Linked DNA regions of Zea mays: region 2 is linked to region 1. Evidence: chromatin contacts called from public Hi-C data. All regions are on one chromosome and are shown on one strand. Each heading gives the region's core, a stretch centred on a gene start, on an enhancer-like site or on the middle of the called end of the contact. The rest is flanking DNA. Distances are from core to core; before and after follow the strand shown.

What was found. A called contact is a pair of places that touch in the nucleus more often than the background predicts.
Region 2: a Hi-C map of tassel shows a contact between it and region 1, with 4 times the contacts expected there. The contact joins the enhancer-like site here to the promoter of LOC100382374 in region 1. A contact is called at or near these places in 3 of 25 Hi-C or Micro-C datasets (ear, leaf and tassel).

The regions. Positions count from the first base shown.
Region 1 is chr3:14,892,833-14,897,268 of Zm-B73-REFERENCE-NAM-5.0, forward strand. LOC100382374 reads right to left here and starts at 1,906. Exons shown (of 3, transcript NM_001175119.1): 1 at 1,792-1,906; 2 at 1,245-1,583; 3 at 1-752. The coding sequence starts at 1,556. The coding sequence ends at 279. LOC118476633 reads right to left here. Exons shown (of 2, transcript XM_035966149.1): 1 at 3,951-4,436; 2 at 3,243-3,664.
Region 2 is chr3:15,139,693-15,144,128 of Zm-B73-REFERENCE-NAM-5.0, forward strand. It overlaps LOC100284309, which reads right to left. Exons shown (of 9, transcript NM_001397564.1): 6 at 3,328-3,455; 7 at 3,098-3,193; 8 at 2,885-2,990; 9 at 2,387-2,753. The coding sequence ends at 2,589. Among protein-coding and RNA genes, the nearest start is that of LOC100284309, 15 kb to the right of the region's middle. Within about 2 kb of position 2,664, at least 9 of the 20 cell types and tissues checked have an H3K27ac peak or open chromatin away from gene starts, as enhancers often do. A contact at or near this core is called in ear and tassel, where this site is marked.

The sequences.
Region 1 (4,436 bases), core at 656-3,155:
CCTTAGCTTGCCCAAACTCTGACTCCGTTTTTTTTTTGAAAGTATCTTTTTGGGTGGAGCTAAAGCCATTTCATAAATTATTTGACAAATATGGCTTATCCTCAATTTTATAAAACACCACTTACTGAAAGGAGCAGAGAGCTAGTGAAGTTAGGATTTGTGTCTTTTCCTCCATAGTATAAAATGCTCAGATTTTTGAAGTACTTTTCGAAAGAGGTGTTTTTAAAAACCGCTGTTTGGCAGGCTCTGGTTTTTTTTTCGGTGCCAAAGCCCTGACCCTAATGCGACTCAAGAATCATCTGCCGCTTGCTCTGAAAGGGACTACTCCCGTATGCCGTTTCTGGGGAAGCAACCCTTGCTAACGCCTGCCTGACAGCCTCCTTCAGAGACCTGAGGCTTGCACCTGCACCTGCACCTGCACTTCCCCAGCCCTCCTCCATGCACAGCACGAACACATGCCGCGCCCTTCCTCCTAACGAGGTCATGTTGGCCCTCACCGTCTTCAGCCTCAGGCCATGGAACGCCTGGGCGAGCCCGGCGACGAGGTCCGGCCGGTCGGCGCAGCTTATCGAGGCCCTTATGTAGACGGACCTGTCGGCGCCGGCGTCGCCGGTGTGGAGCTCGATGGAGACCTCGTCGGTCTCCGGGGGCAGGGGCGTGCTCTGGGTGGTGGTGGTGGCGGCCTCGCTTGCTTTCCTCTTCAGGAGCTTCACTTGCTCCACCACTCTGGCAAGCAAGGTGGCCTTGTCCATCTGCAGTAGTGCAGTGCAGAGAGAGTGTAAAAGTGAAGCCTTTGCTTAGAAAGTCACAGTCACAGCATTGTACTTTTTGTCTCGCTAGCTAGAGAACTCCAAAGCGAAAGCCTGATGGAATTCTGAAATGTGAACAGATGTGAGTGCCAAGGTTCCGTTCATATGGCTTTCTTGCGGACCTCAAACTTGTCGATAAATTATTCCCGTGGAGAGACGTTTGACGTAGAGAGAGTGAGAGAGAGAGATATATCACTGACATTCTGAGTGGTGATGGAGATTAACTTCTTTCCAATTTTACTTCCAGTATTTCGCCTACTTTTACTAATACTCACTAAACCAGCCGAATTTCTACAAAAATCAGGACTGCGAAAAACCAAGAAGATTAATGCTGGTAAAATATTGTTTCAGTCTTTCACAAAGTGTGTGTGCCAGATGATTCATTCACACAAGTGATGAAGTGAATCATTGAGGGTGGAAGGATCACACACCGACCTGCCTGGTATCAGGAACCATCCTCCTGAGCGTAGCCAGATGAGCGTTGATCCTCTCCCGGCGCCGCCGCTCGGCCTCGCTGTGGACTTTCAGGGCCCTCGCCTCCGTCGCACTCCTCCCCGACCCCGACGACGACGACATGTCCGGCGGCGGCGCTACCCGCACGGCCGGTGGAGCGGCGCTTTCCTGCTGCCGGGGCAGAAGAACTGGACTACCCCCGGCCCCGAGCGCTGAAGGGTCACGGCCATCGTATGGCTGCAGCTCCTGCTTCCCTTGCAGAGGTTGGCGCGCAGCCATTGAACCAGGCATCATCCTCACCTGCAGTGCAGGTTCGTTTCACTGCATGCAAACAAAGAGACCGGACCGTTGAAAGAATACCTGAGCCAGCATCAACTGCGGCTGCAAATTGGAAGAAAGAATTGGTGCATCAAGCAAGCATAAGGATCAGAATAACAGGAGATGAGACGCAGCACCAACAAGCAGAGAGAGAGAGAGAGAGAGAGAGAGAGAGAGAGAGAGAGAGAGAGCGCTTTATCCTGTTGCTTACAATAAAAGTGGTGCAACAACGTCTTGTCATCTCATTCTCTGGAATGAGTGATATGCATATGCTTGTGTGCGAGATGTGATCATCTTCTTATGATATGAGTGATGACAGACAGGCGTACTGCGGTGTATAGTGTGCTCTGCCTTTTACTGGCCAACCACTCTAACATATATATATCTTGGTGTTCCTCTCTCCACATGTATTCCCACTAGGAAGATGGATGAGGTGTGTGCATGCATGAGAGAAAACGGCTGCCAGATGGAGGGTTTTTTCAAGAGCGGCCTAACAAGTTTCAGTTCTGGTGACAAGGATTCATACGACTCCAGACATGTGTTTGGTAACTCGGGTAAAGATTCTTTTCAACTGCTGTCAAAATTAGGTGAACTGAAACGCGCTTGGGGGAAGAAAAAAAAAAGGCAGATACTTAAGAAGTCTATAAAGTAGCAGTAATTTCCTCGCAACATCTAATTAATTAAGCAGCCAAGAACTGATGAAAGTATGCATGCTGCAAGACAGGTCACGAGATTCCTCTTATGGAATTGGGCGACCGTGGAAGGAAGAAGTCTTCGCGGTCCATTGACTAATGTTCCGCGCTCTGCCCCACGAGCGAGAGAGACGGACAGGGACAGGGACGCCATTAATTGACTGCTCATGAACTGTAACGCTCCGACAGTTTCTGCCCTCCTTAAACAAGCAACATGCCAGGACCATGAGACGAAGACGAGAGGCCTGCCTCTGTATGTATCCTTTCAGACTGGTGACTAGCTAGCTCCACTTGCCTTGCCTAGCTTGTTTCCTGCATATGATTCAGTTTCGACTCTGTCTTACACCAATGAACGCTCTCACCAGACTGAAAACATGTGACGCCAGAATCCAGGGCTCGCACGGCTTTGTGGCCACTAGCAGAGCATTTTATTCTCAGACTGTTGAGAGATCTGGCACGCAGCAACTCAAACGGCTGGCGCTTTGACCAGCGAACAAGGATACGGACGACGCCAAAACTGTGCGGGGTTTTAATTTTAATAGAGAGACGCTTCTCTCGGGCTCCTCCTTTCCTTCGTCCTTGGTAGGAGTAGGAGTATGTCAGTGCTCTCCGTCTATCGGCATGTGAACCTGCTGGTCGACAAGCTGCCCAAGAAACCGTGGAGACGACTGTTTCAGAGCCGGAAACAACAAAGCCCTTGTGTGATTTGTTTGTCCCTTGTGCCTCAGCATGCGTTTAGGCATCTGGAATTCATGCGTCCTTTACCGTGGCAACCGTTGTCGTTAACCTGATTCGTGAATAAATTTATGGGGTGTTTATTTGAAATTATAATCTGTCTTCGAAAATAAGTTTTTTTTAAAAGGAGAGGCAAAAGACTTGCCATGTTAGGGGATACTGGAGGAAGGGGAGAGACAGAGGAAGGAGAGGAACACGAGAGAGAGAAGGTGAGGAATTTAGTTTAGGTTTTTCTTCTTCGATATCCTTCTCACTGTCCAGGCTGGTTCAAATACAACTCACCCAATTCAGAATACGTAATACTGCCTCATACGTGTACGGTATACACACGTACACGTATGGTACGCCACACATCTAGACCCACTCTGGCCCTCGGACGCGGCTGTTGACGTGCCGTTTGCGTTTGCCTCGCACGCCTGTGTCTTGAGTCTGAATGTGATCTTCTTCTCCCTCTGGCAAGGCTGAGGTAGTATCTGTAGTGGTAACATTCCCCTCCCCTTGAAAATTCGCTTGACCCCAAGCGGGTGCCATTGGAAAACATTGGCGCAAGGCTTCGCGGTCTTCCCAAGTTGCCAGATCACGAGGTAAACCGGACCACTCCACCAAAACCTATTGCACCAATCTATTACCTTTAGTAATGCCACGTGATTGAAGAATCTGCAAGGGAAAACTGTGCTCAGGTATTGTGGCAGGAATATCAGCAGAATGGGTGCCATGGAAACCAACAGCCTGTTTTAGCTGAGATACGTGGACAACTGGGTGGATACGACTGGTAGAAGGCAGCTGAAGACGGTATGCTACTGCCCCGACCCGAGCTTGTACCATGTAGGGGCCGAAGTATTTGTAACTCAATTTCTGATGAGCACGCGGCATGACGGAAGACTGAACAGAGGGTTGCAGTTTGAGGTACACCCAATCCCCAACAGAAAAAATACGTTCTGACCTTTTCTTATCAGCTTGACGTTTCATGCGATCTTGGGCACGAAGCAGGTGCTGACGGACCAGGTTCTGCATAGTATGGCGCTCATGCAACCAATCAGATAAATCAGATGGTGTTGTGGCATCAACTGTCAAGCCAAGTGAGCGTGGTCGACGACCATAAAGAACCTCAAAGGGTGAACAATTGAGTGCTGAATGATGACTGGTATTATACCAAAACTCTGCAGTAGGCAACCAAGACTTCCACTTCTTTGGGCAAGCATTCACGAAACAGCGCAGATATGTCTCAAGGCATTGGTTAACGCGTTCTGTCTGGCCGTCCGTTTGAGGGTGGTAGGAAGAGCTGAGCTTCAGATCAGTGCCAGTCAGTCGGAACAGATGACGCCAAAACTGGCTTGTAAAGATTGGATCACGATCTGAAATGATTGCTGATGGAAGTCCATGTAAGCGATATACCTCAGTCATGAAGCATTGAGCCACCGTCAGTGCT
Region 2 (4,436 bases), core at 1,414-3,913, 250 kb after region 1:
AGACTCCTTCTCGTTGTTGTTGACCACCATCCCCTTTCCCTTAGGATCCATCTCTTCGGGTGATTAGTCCCTTCTTGAAGAGAACGGCTCTGATACCAATTGAGAGCACCTAGAGGGGGGGTGAATAGGTGATCCTGTAAAACTTAAAACTTAAGCCACAAAACTTGGTTAAGTGTTAGCACAATATTCACCAAGTGGCTAGAGAGGAGTCTTAACAAAACACAATAACCACAAAGATATCAATCACAGAGATGGCACGGTGGTTATCCCGTGGTTCGACCAAGACCAACGCTTGCCTACTCCACGTTGTGGCGTCCCAATGGACGAGGATTGCAATCAACCCCTCTCAAGCGGTCCAAAGACCCACTTGAATACCACGGTGTTTTGCTTTGCTTTTCTTAATCCCGTTTGCGAGGAATCTCCACAACTTGGAGCCTCTCGCCCTTACACTTGAAGTTCACAAAGAAGCATGGAGCAAGGGAGGGATTAGCAACTCACACAAGACACAAAGATCACAGCAAATATGCACACACAAGACCCAGACTTGTGCTCAAGAGACTAGCACACTAGAACGGAGCTCAAATCACTAGAATGTCGAACAAGTGCGCAGGAATGGAGTGTGAGTGATCAAGAGTGCTCAAGGAATGCTTGGTGTACTCCTCCATGCGCCTAGGGGTCCCTTTTATAGCCCCAAGGCAGCTAGGAGCCGTTGAGAGCAATCTGGGAAGGCAATTCTTGTCTTCTGTCGTCTGGCGCACCGGACAGTGTCCGGTGCCCGATTTCTTTCCTTCTACGGTGAAGCCGACCGTTGGCAGCCAGAGAGCCGTTGGCGCACCGGACAGTCCGGTGCCCCCTTCTAGTCGTTGGCTCGGCCACGTGTCCCGCGTAGATCGCGCGGCCGACCGTTGGCTCACCGGACAGTCCGGTGCACACCGGACAGTCCGGTGAATTATAGATGTACGTCGCCGGTGAATTCCCGAGAGCGGCCAGTTCGCTCGAGCCAGCCTGGCGCACCGGACACTGTCCGGTGCACCACCGGACAGTCTGGTGCTCCCAGACTGAGCAGACTTTGGCTGAACAAAGCCATCTCATTTCCAATTCAATTTTTCCTGTTTCCAGCACTTAGACACAATAAACTACTCTCTAAAACAATGTACTAAGTCTGAGAAACATACCTTTTGACATGATTTGCACTTTGTCCACCACTTTGCATATATTAACACTTAAGCACTTGTGTTGGACTCTAAATCACCAAAACACTTAGAAATGGCCCAAGGGCACATTTCCCTTTCAGATACCTTGGAGTATCTCTAGTATGTTCTGATGGATTATGCTGTTAGGTTTTATAGGCCACATTATGTAAGCCGCTCCGATAGGAACAAGAGGTACACCATGCTTTGCAACAAGGATGTATATGTGGGCTATGGGCTCGTAGGCAAGAGAGGAGATAATGGAAGAATCATAATGTGAGGCAATCTCATACATGTCGAATATGTAAGGCCAAGGGTGTGCATGCCCGGAACACGTCCCATTACCTTGGATGTCGTCTTGTTGGCATTGTTAGGGATGATAGAAACACATCGATTTCTATGATTTACCGAATTCATATTTGGATTCAATGGCTATAGAGTGAAGTACTCCAAGGGATGTCGAGTGAAGCAACATGATGTTGAGTTTCTATGGGTGATTGGAAGAGGCGTATAATCAAGTTATTAGGATTTTGAGTGCCATGAAACACTCCAGTCCTAGGATTAGGTATTCCCGTCGCATTGTGACATATGTGAACATTGTTTTGAAGTTTGTTCTTCACTGAGTTTGTTGGTTGTTCCCACTGTCGGTAGAAACATTGTTGTCCCTTAGTACTCGTTGATGGCACCTTCCTGACAGTAACCCTTTGAAGCGTATAGTAGGCTAGAAAAGCTATCAGGTCACCCCGCAACTAGGTTACACCATCTAGATGCCCCTGTATGATGCATTTAGAGCAATGCCCATTTTTCTGGCCGTGGCCGGGGGATGTTCTCGGAGCCTCGAGACGAGTGTTTTCTTTTAAGGTAGGCACCAAAGCTAGTCTCTCTCGAGTTGGTATTCCTTAGGCCAGGGGTTGTTCGCTTCAGATTAAAACAAGTTATTTAAACTATTGCAGTTGTAATCTACAGACACAAAAACACATTAGAAGCAACAGAAGCCGATACGGATTAAAACTAAACACACTTTTCGGACGATGACAATGGATCTTGACGGTCGCAGAAGGTATAGCCTTTCCCGGTGACAGTATGTCAGTACCCATATGAATTTAGCATGGAGTATAGCTTTGCCAAACTTATCCAGTTATCCTTGGAACTTTTGTAGCGACCACTATCGATTTTCCAACGTGAAAGTGTGTAGGTGGTATATAAAAATAACTCGAAAGCAAACACGCACAGCCAGATCATTCTAGCGAGCGGCATTTTATTCGTTCTGCTCTTATTATTTCGGCCAGCGCCAGTTATTGAAAACGTGGTGAAGAAATGTGGAGTGGAGATGGCTTGCCACATGTCCGGCCTTACTATTCATCAAAGCCAACTAGCCAAGCGCGGCAGCAAGCTCATCTAGAACGACTGGACGCTCTCGACAGGCTTGGGCATGGGCTCGCCCCGCAGGAAGTGCTCGAACAGCTTGAGGCCCTGCGGCGGACGGTGGAGGGGGACCTCGTGCCCCGCGCCTCGGACCGTCACCAGCGTCAGGCCCTCGTACACCTGGCACCATCCACCAACCTACAGTGCAGGCAATAAGCAAGAACCACACCATTGCAGATGCAGACACGGTTAGCTAGCGTACGTCTAGCGGAACGAAAGAGTGAAGGGACTGTCAGTCTAATTTGATGCAGCAGGCAGGCAGGGCTCACCTCTTCGTCGTAGTACCAAGGGTACCACTTGGTGATCGTTGGCAGAGACAGCGCGTCGATGGAGTACCTCGTCGCCGTGAGGGGCACGACGGAGTCGGTGTCGCCGCTGCCAAATTGTACAGTCCGATGTAATTGAAGAAGATTTTTTTTATAGGATTCAGAGAGTAATTAAGCCATTAATTGCTCTCGACGACAGAGACTCGGCGGACGTACCTGAAGACCCATATCCTTAGGCCTGCCGAGATGAGTTCACGGTAGATCGGAAGCATGGACCTCGGCGAATCCTTCCAGTACTCATATATTGGGTCACTGCATGCAAACATTTGTTTCCAGTCGAGTTCAGTGCAGAGTATCACGAACGGCCGGCTTTACGCTGGTGCTCTATGGAATGCTATTCCAGTGGCCAAAAACCAAACAAACAAGATGGAAGCAGTCGAGCAGACCTGCAGCCCACCCAGGCGTATGGTATTCCAGTAACATTGGCATGGAAGGCGTCCTGCACCTCGGGCAAGTTGCAGTACTTCGTGATGTACAGCTCGGTGCAAGGATCGTATCCTCTCGGCAGCCAGGGCTACATTTGAGCAGATGCGTATAGTAGTCAGTATGCGTGCATGAGCTGATAGATCCTAGCGAATATCGTCGTCACAATAATCAGAAATGTCTGGCATTTATTTTGCTACACTCTAATACTAATAACCATCGGCTAATCTCTACTTTTTTTTAATACAAAAAAAACATTGCCCACTTTAAAAAGAAATACCGATAACTCATTTTAAAAAGTTTATCAACTATGGAAAAGAATTATTCTCTTAACAAACAATATACCAATGACACTGATAACTCATTTTAAATCATATTATTAATAATATATGACAATAACTTTTGCAAGCCGTCACTTATAAGTTAGTTGTATATATATATATATGAGTTTTCACTAGAACATTATGACATATCAAATACTGCTGATGTAAGTCTAGGCACTCTATTTTTATACAGTAATATTACCATAATTTTGTTTCTTCATTCTAGCAAATTCAATGTATTGAGTGTCATGATGTAGGCTAAAATGGTTGTTTATGCCATGTAGTAACAAAGAATAAACTCCTTTCATTCTAAATTATAAGTCGATTTGATCTTGTTATGTGTCTAGCTTTACTATGTACCTAGATATAGTCCGTAGCTCTAATATTTTTTTCCATAAATTATAACATTTTTTCGAATAAAAATGCAATAATAAGCATTAGAGCCACAACTTAACATATGGAAAATTTGCTAGAACTAACAAGATCATAAGTGAAAGCCAACAAGACCATATATAACTTAAGCTTACTCATAGAGGTGCAATACAAAAGCTAACACCATATATCTCAATATTGCGAACTAAGGTCCACAAAATATTCAATACTCATATAACTTAACATTCTAGGTCATACAAGAGCACTTGCTGATGAGCTACTTTTAATAACATAATAGATAGCAACATAGTCAAAATAAACTTAGAAAGAAGTAATATACAATGCTACTATTTGCTATAGGGAAACCATAATTCTTT